3 separate regions of the Sus scrofa genome follow, and regions 2 and 3 are each linked to region 1. The links are chromatin contacts, called in public HiChIP or PLAC-seq maps. All regions are on one chromosome and are shown on one strand. The core of a region is the stretch at or near the end of the contact, and the rest is flanking DNA. Distances in the headings are between cores, read along the strand shown. Region 1 overlaps PRTFDC1 (phosphoribosyltransferase domain-containing protein 1). Region 2 overlaps ARHGAP21 (rho GTPase-activating protein 21). Region 3 overlaps ARHGAP21 (rho GTPase-activating protein 21).

Region 1 (2,691 bases), core at 98-2,597:
CTTAATTTTTTTAGAGCAGTTTTAGGTTCACAGCAACATCCAGGTGCAAGTCCAGAGAGTTCTGGTATAGCCGATGTCCCCACACACCCTCCTCCTCCCCCCACTATCAACATCCCCCACCAGAGTGGTACGTCTGCTACAGCTGGTGAAGCTCCTCTGATTTGGCACCATCCCACAAAGGCTGTAGCTCCCACTGGGTTCACTCTTGGTCTTGTTCATTCTATGGGTCTGGACAAAGGTATAATAATATGTATCCATTATTATGGTATCATAGAGTATTTTCATGACCCTAAAAATCACCTTTAAAATGTGCTCTGCCTCTTCCTCTCCCTCCCCTGAACTCCTGGCAACTATTAATCTTTACTCTCTCCATGGTTTTGCCATTTTCAGAAAGTTGGAATCATACAATATGTACCCTTGTCAGATTGGCTTCTTTCACTTAGTAATGTGCGTTTAAGCTTCTTTTCATGGCTTGACGGCTCATTTCTTTTTAGTGCTGAATAATATTTCATTGCACAGTTTATTTACCCACTTACGCACCGAGGGACCTCTTGGTTGCCTCCAGGATTTTGGCACTTGTGAACAAAACTGCTATAAATATTTGGGTGTGAGTTTTTGTGTGGACATAAGTGTTTGGCTTCGTGGATAAATACCAAGGGGTGCGAGTGCTGGATCGTACCTCTTAGGAATTTGGTAGGGTTCATGTAAGTCATGTGACTGGCCTAGCGCCTTGCACTTCATAAATACCCAGCACGTGGTTCTCAAAGTCTAATACGGATGGACCCCAGGGCAAGGGAACAAACAGATTCACATACCATATGCCTAAAGAGTTAAGGTTTTGAAACGTTACAGTTTTGTCCATGACCAGGCTCCTGTTTCTAGCCAGATTAGGGGAGCTGGAGGCTACAGGAGCCCTGCTCATCCCTGCACTCTGCAAGCCTGAGCAGAGCCATGTGCCTGCTGGGCAGGGCAGGACACCAACTGGGCCAGGACCAGCTCCCAGGTGGTGACTGAGCCTGCCTGAACCCTGCGTGGGACTGGCCGGGTTAAACTCCCCAGGGAGTTGGACAGCTAGAGTCTTCATGCCTCTCTTTTCTAACTCAGATGCCTCTGAGACCATCCCTCCTGAGCAGAGAGGCAGGAGGGAACACAGTTATCTGCGGGGTCCAGCCTCTAAGGCACTTGCTTTGGGTAATTTAGAGCAATCGGCTTGGAAATACACCAGCCCTTTTTGTCTGGGTTCCCAAGAAAGGCCACTAGTATCTTCCCCACACAAATGTGGCCCTGTGAGGGGCTGGGGGCAAAGCCCAGTTCGGCACACATATCCCTCTTGCATAATTTCTCTTAGCTCAAACTCTCTCAAAATCTTCCTCCAAAACTTCCTTTTTTTTTTTAAAGATTTTTAGGGTCACACCCGAGGCACATGGAAGTTCCCAGGCTAGGGGCAGAACTGAAAATGCAGCTGCCGGCCTACACCACAGCTCATGACAACGCCAGATCCCCAACTCACTGAGCGAGGCCAGGGATCAAACCTGCATCCTCACGGATACTAGTCGGATTTGTTTCTGCTGAGCCACAAGGATAACTCCCCAAAACTTCCTTTTAAGACCAAAACGAAAAAATCAGCTAAGTATTTGTGATGTGCAAGACCTCTCTTGCCTGGCTCTAAAGATAGCCTTGCCCACTGCCATGGCAAAATGAGACTTCATTTTGGAGGCATGGGCAATGTCAGAAATATTTTAAGGTGAGAAGTCACAGGAGGAAGCAGAACCTTTTGGACCCAGAGTACAGTTGAGTGGGAACAAAAGCAGACCCAGTCTGATGCCAAAAACCAGTGTGTGTTCTAGACGTTTCCCCAGCCCAGGATCTGCCACCAGTTCTCTCCCTTGGCCCTTCCTGTTCACCATCCCAACCCCTGGCAATCTTAAAATGGATTTGTGAGAGCTGGTTTAAGATTTCTCCACTCTTTCCATTTGGTTACTTTTTTAAAAACTAATAATTATAAATTTTCAATGGGTTATTTAGGGGGAAAAAATTGTGTGGAGAAAATAGTCTTTTAAGAAATAGTCACCACTAGGATGTGGTCATCCACATTTGAAAACACCTGATTTTACTGAAGTCCTTTGGGATCATTGAGATGGGTCAAGGGCTCAGCTTGTTCTTCCTTCTGATGCATAATTTAAAAACATAGGTGTTCCTGCTGTGGTGCAGTGGGTTAAGAATCCAAGTGCAGTGACTCAAGTGACTCTAGAGGTGCAGGTTCGATCCCCAGCCCTGCATAGTGGATTAAAGGACCCAATGTTGCTGCAACTCAGATTGAATTCCTGGCCTAGAAACTTCTATATGCCATGGATGCAGCCATTAAAAAAAAAAAAGAAAATAATAATAATTTAAACCAAAACAACAAATCCATACCGAGGTTCAAAACAAGAGGATATTCTGTTTCAAGGTTTCAGAGTCCATATAAAGTGAAGTCATTGAACCTGTTTTTAAACAGTTTCCTCTTTCCTGGGGTCTTTCATAACTACATTGACGTAAGGGTCCATTTTCTTCTTAACTCCTCCCTTTTTCCCTTTTCTTGATGACCCTTCATTATTCCTACCAGCCTATAGCTTCTTCTCATCATTATGGTCCCTTCTGACCCAAGATGACTTTATTAGTCATAAAGAAAAGAGCCTTGTTGTGTTGGGT
Region 2 (2,691 bases), core at 111-2,610, 190 kb after region 1:
GAACAGTTCCAGTGCTGTGGGCAGAGGGGATCCGGAAACCAAGTATCAGGGGCTGTGACATAAATTAGAGCTGAGAATGGATGGGAGACACACACACACACACACACACACACACACACACACACACACACACCACACACACACACACACACACACACACACACACACACACACACACACACACACACACACACACACACACACACACACACACACACACACACACACACACACACACACACACACACACACACACACACCACACACACACACACACACACACACACCCTCCTGTCCCGGGGGTGGGTGCTCATCAGTGTCTGAGAAACCCTGAATTAAAAGAAATGAGGGCACCTGAGTGTAGACTATTCTTCAAGAAGTTTGAGAATGAGGGGATGGAGAATGAGAGAGAGGATAGCCGTGTGGCAGGAAGGGTGACATTTTACTCTGAAGTTTGAGAAGCTTTTGCGTGTTGTCAGATCTGGAGAGGAGAAGAGAGTTTGGCTGAAGTTTTACACTTGGGAAGAGACCGTTGGGGAGCAAAGTCCCAAAGAACGCTGGTGGCAGGTCGTCACCTGAGAAAGAGCAAAGGGAAGTAAGGGTAGGCGGAGGTTTTTTTAAAAATGAGAACACAGCAGTTGGGATGGCGTCAAGTAAGCAATAAGGTTATCCAATCATGTGAAGAAATCAAGATGGCAGAGCAAGGCTAAGAAGGTGATTAGAAGCTTGAGACAGCAGCCTTGAGGGGATGGAATTAAAATACTCTAGTGAGTCGTGTCAAGCCCTGAGCTGAACTGGGAATCTAATGCAGCGGGTTACGCAGTTTTACTCAGCTGAAATCTCAGGCCAAGAAGCAAGAGAGATGAAGGGTCTGGTTGGAATTCTCCATAGTGGGACATTGGCAGATGGAATGCATTGGAAGGTCAGAGGGGAAAGGAAGTTGAGGTTGTGGTGAATTTGGCTGCACTATTGCCAGAGTGATTTCTGAGGGAGGCTGATGGTCTCGAAGGCCAGAGAGGACTTAAGGGCCTGAGAAGGATGAGGGGCAGGTTTAATTGTGGGGTTGGCCAGTGGTAAGGTCAGAGGTGAAAAGATAACTCGTGGGTATAGCACTGCAACAAATGCTTCTGGGTTTGCAGAGAGCCCAGAAATCTAGCACAACTGGAAGAGCAGGGCTGCGAATCCACACGTGGTACATACTTTGTGAAATTCCTGAAACTTCAGAGAAAAAAAAAAAAAAAGATGCTTCGTAAACTTCAAATACTCCAGGAGACAGATCCCAGGACTCTTTTGTTCCTTGCAGGGTAATCAGCTCCTGGCACTTTGTACAAGCTCAGTAAATATTTGTTGAATGAATAACACCCTCCAAAGCCTTTCTTGCCTTGGTAGTTTATAATGCCGGAAAATTTTGGCTCACGTCTGACACCTAGTGGTTTGTATTCAAATTACTATTAAGTGGCAGCATTTTTCTTCTATTTGAGGAAAATCCTGCAGATCAGCAGCAATACAGTAATCGCATTGTTCCTGAAACAAGTCTCTGAGTTTGTTTTGGGCAGTCTTGCTGTTGGCATTTACTAGACTTTAGTTTGAATCAGTCAGCAGTAAATATTTATTGAATATCCACTATATGCCAGACACTGTGGGCCAGAGATCTTCATGTGATGTGTCTTCTCCTGCATATCTGACCTCAGTAGATTTGAATACATGGGCAGAGCATTCCACTGGGAGTGGGAAAACTTGTTCTGGAACTTAATTTTAGGTTCTATTGTGATTTTACCCCTGAGACCTTTCTAAATTTATTTCATAGCTTTTGGTGCTACCATTTCTGTGTCATGAATGCTTTTCATTATTGTTGGGTGGCTTTTAGGAAGATGAACGTAGAAGGAAGGCTTCGGTGTTTTGTCGGTTGAGTGATCCATGTTGTGCAGAATGCTACACAATATGGAGAACTGTGAATGGATTTTGTTGTCTTTCCTTCAAGAAGTAAAAGTTCTTATCTGTTAGCGATGCCGATTGAGGCATTTAAAGTATTTATTAATGAATTGACCTGATCCCTGGGATTTGCTTTAAAATACTTGAGGAAAAAAATGTGAGTGTAAATGAAACAAGATGACAGATTTTTAGTAATTGTTTAAATTATATTCATGGGGGAGTCCCGTCCTGGCTCAGCAGGAAACAAATCTGACTGGTATCCTTGAGGACGCAGGTTCAATCCCTGGGCTCCCTCAGTGGGTTAAGGATCCGGCGTTGCTGTGAGCTGTGGTGTAGGTCGTAGATGTGGCTCGGACCTGGCATTGCTATGGCTGTGGTGTAGGTTGGCGACCGCAGCTCTTGATTCGACCCCTAGACTAGGAACCTCCATATGCTGTGGGTGTGGTCCTAAAGAGGTCCCCCCCCCAAAAAAAAAGCTATATTCCTGGGGGTTATTCTGCTGTTTTACTCTACTTCTATGCTGGACATTTTCCACACTTTATAAAAAGTAAACCAAAAAAAATTAGATGGGTGTGGGTTGAAAGAAAGTTTGTCATCAAGTTAGAAGATGATCTGCTTTTTATTTTTTTGGCCGCGCTTGAGGCATGTGGAAGTTCTTAGGCCACGAATCGAGCCCATGCCACATCAGCAGCCTGAGACACTGCAGTGACAATGCCAGATCCTTAACTGGCTGAGCCACCAGGGAATTCCTGATCTGTG
Region 3 (2,691 bases), core at 78-2,577, 160 kb after region 1:
AAGTGTTCAGGATTTAGAAGTCTCTTGAAAAATTGCCTCCAGGAGGATTATTTAGGTTTAAACACCTTCTTCTAAAGTAAATCATTGTGGAAGAACAGGCATGATTCACTAGTGGAGTGTAATTTAAAATGTAATAGAATCAAGCATATTCAAGTATTTGTCATTGGATGAAGGTGACATTTCAAAACTGCTGAGGTGAACTTGGAGTTGTAATTGAATACAAAATCTGAGCAGCAAAGTAGACATGTTAAGTTTGAGGTGTCTGTTAGATTGGGGAGATGTCTGGGCTAGAGATGCACACTGGGCTAGAGATCACCACCCGCCAGAGTCGAGGTAGAAGGGTCCCTGGGCTGAGTCCCAGGTGCTCCTAAACTCACAAGTCGAGCAGATGAAGCCACAGAGAGACTAAGCAGAAGGACCCCAGGGGTAGGAGGAAATTCAGATCAGTGTAGGAAGTCCCATGGAAACGTTTTTCAAGAAGGAAGTAATCCCTTACCCACTGACAGGTCACGGAAGACGAGAGCTGAGAAGTGACCATTCCGTTCAGCGATGTAGAAGCCATTGTTGACCTTGACAAGAGCAGTTCCAGGGAATTACGGAGGCCAAAGTCTGATTTAAGGAGATTTACGAGATAAATGGGAGAGGAAGAATTGGAGATAGCAGCTGCAGACAACTTCCAAGGGGTTTCGCTCTGAAGATAAGCAGAACAACAAAGTGGAAGCTGGAGAGGGCTGTGGTCAAGAGAGAATTTCTGTCATGTTTTAAGATGAAAGAACTTAGGAAATGTACACACAGGGGATGGGAATGATGTAGCGAAGAGAAAACAGATGATGCATGAGAGCCGGCGGGGGGGCAGGGGACTTGCTGGGACCATGTCTTGGTCTAGGAAGAGGAACGGGGTCTAGCACATAAGTGGTGGGGCTGTGGGCCAATGGGAGGTTCAGCCATTGTCCAGAGGGAAAACCAGAGAGCGTGCTCCAGCTGCAGGGTGGATGGCTGGTCACTAAGTTCTCGTTTTCTTGCTTGCGTGGTTTTGTGCAATGAAAGCAGGGTTGTTAGCTACAAGTGAGGGTGGGGGAAGGGAAGAAACAGTCGTCTGGAATGAAGGGATGGGGAGACCCTGTTAGCATGGCCAGACCACACTGAAGACTCTCCTGAGGTTGTTATTATTGTTAGTCTTTTGGGGGCCACACTCGGGGCATATGGAGGTTCCCAGGGTAGGGGGTGAATCGGAGCTGTAGCTGCCCGCCTACACCACAGCCGCAGCAACACAGATCTGAGCCACGTCTGTGACCTACAGCACAGCTCCCGGCAACACCGGATTCTTAACTCACTGAGCGAGGCCAGGGATTGAACCCACAACCTCATGGTTACTAGTCAGGTTCGTTAACCACTGAGCCGCGAAGGGAACTCCCCATCGGGAACTTAGATTGAAAGCAGTTGGCTTAATTTTTTGTTTTTCTGCATAAAAAATTCGACAGCCTAGATGCAGGTCCAGAGCAGACGATGTTGATTTAGCCAGAGTTGGGTTTTCTTAGGCAACTTTGAGGAAGTGAGAGAAAGGCAAAGGACTGAGTCAAAACTGGCTTATGAGGGAAGTGAGGACAGGGGGCCGTGAGGGCCGGGGTGGTGGTGGTTTGGGGGGGAGCAAAGACTGGAAAGTCAGGATATTAGAAGGGTTATCTATGTGGATACCGAGGTTGTGCTCAGAACCCAAAGCCTTATCTCTTACTTTCTAATATCCTTTGCTGCTGTTGGACTCATAACAGTTTTTTGTGTTCTTACTCGGCAAGAGTTTCCTGTCTCTTCTTTCATAGTTTCTGTTTCCTAGTCCTTAGAGCTCTCTGAGATTTTCTTCGTGTTATCTTTCATTCCTTTTATTGCATTTAACATTTTAGCCATTATATTTCTCATTTTCAAGAGTTCTTTCTTGCTTCTGATTAACTTTTTATAGCCTCCCTTTCTAGTAGAAAAAAAGTTGAGTTTTTTGATCCTCTTTCTGACTTGTTATACCACATATGCATCAGAATATGGTTCTTTTTCTCCACTGAGTTTCTGTCTGTGCCTCAGGTATTATATTTTTACACATATTTTTCCCCCAAGTGATGAAGTATATTGTGTCCTATAGTTAACTTTTAATCATCTTTTCACTTTAGGTATCAAAAAGTAAAGATGGAAAAGAACAGAGTGAAACTGTATCACCATCCGAAGATGAAACATTCTCCTGGCCAGGTCCCAAAACAGTTATGTTGAAAAGAACATCTCAAGGCTTCGGTTTCACATTGAGGCATTTTATTGTTTATCCCCCGAGTCTGCAATTCAATTTTCATATAAGGTAAGAGAAGTAATTAAAGAAGAATGCAAGGCAATTCCTGTCTCCTTCTTGTCTTCTTCTCATCCTGCCTTCCTTCTGTCTTAAAAGAATTAGTTTATATTTACACTGTTATTATATTTTTCCAAATTTTTAGATATTTTTCTACTCTCTGAACCAGACACTTTAATCTCCTCTGAAAGATCATACTGATTATGAATTCCAAATCTTTTTTAAAAGAATGTCTAATTCTAAACTTGATTCTATTTTTTCTAGTACATAGCTATTTTTCTAGCGTCTAGAAGGGTGGTGAGTTTTCTGAGCAGACTATGCAGAGGAAATAGTTTGCTAAATATTTGGACAATTATAAAAAGTTACTG

What was found. HiChIP or PLAC-seq counts read pairs in DNA pulled down with a chosen protein or histone mark.
Region 2: a contact with region 1 is called in an H3K27ac HiChIP or PLAC-seq map of alveolar macrophages. The contact joins two enhancer-like sites.
Region 3: an H3K27ac HiChIP or PLAC-seq map of alveolar macrophages shows a contact between it and region 1. The contact joins two enhancer-like sites.

Annotation. Positions count from the first base shown.
Region 1 is chr10:50,427,789-50,430,479 of Sscrofa11.1, forward strand. All of the region lies in intron 3 of PRTFDC1 (phosphoribosyltransferase domain-containing protein 1), which reads left to right. Among named protein-coding and RNA genes, the nearest start is that of PRTFDC1, 63 kb to the left of the region's middle. Within about 2 kb of position 1,348, at least 5 of the 83 cell types and tissues checked have an H3K27ac peak or open chromatin away from gene starts, as enhancers often do. A contact at or near this core is called in alveolar macrophages, where this site is marked.
Region 2 is chr10:50,616,166-50,618,856 of Sscrofa11.1, forward strand. The region is part of intron 4 of ARHGAP21 (rho GTPase-activating protein 21); the gene reads left to right. Among named protein-coding and RNA genes, the nearest start is that of ARHGAP21, 76 kb to the left of the region's middle. Within about 2 kb of position 1,361, at least 26 of the 83 cell types and tissues checked have an H3K27ac peak or open chromatin away from gene starts, as enhancers often do. A contact at or near this core is called in alveolar macrophages, where this site is marked.
Region 3 is chr10:50,589,939-50,592,629 of Sscrofa11.1, forward strand. ARHGAP21 (rho GTPase-activating protein 21) reads left to right here. Exons shown (of 26, transcript XM_021064916.1): 2 at 2,157-2,307; 3 at 2,310-2,335. Among named protein-coding and RNA genes, the nearest start is that of ARHGAP21, 50 kb to the left of the region's middle. Within about 2 kb of position 1,328, at least 31 of the 83 cell types and tissues checked have an H3K27ac peak or open chromatin away from gene starts, as enhancers often do. A contact at or near this core is called in alveolar macrophages, where this site is marked.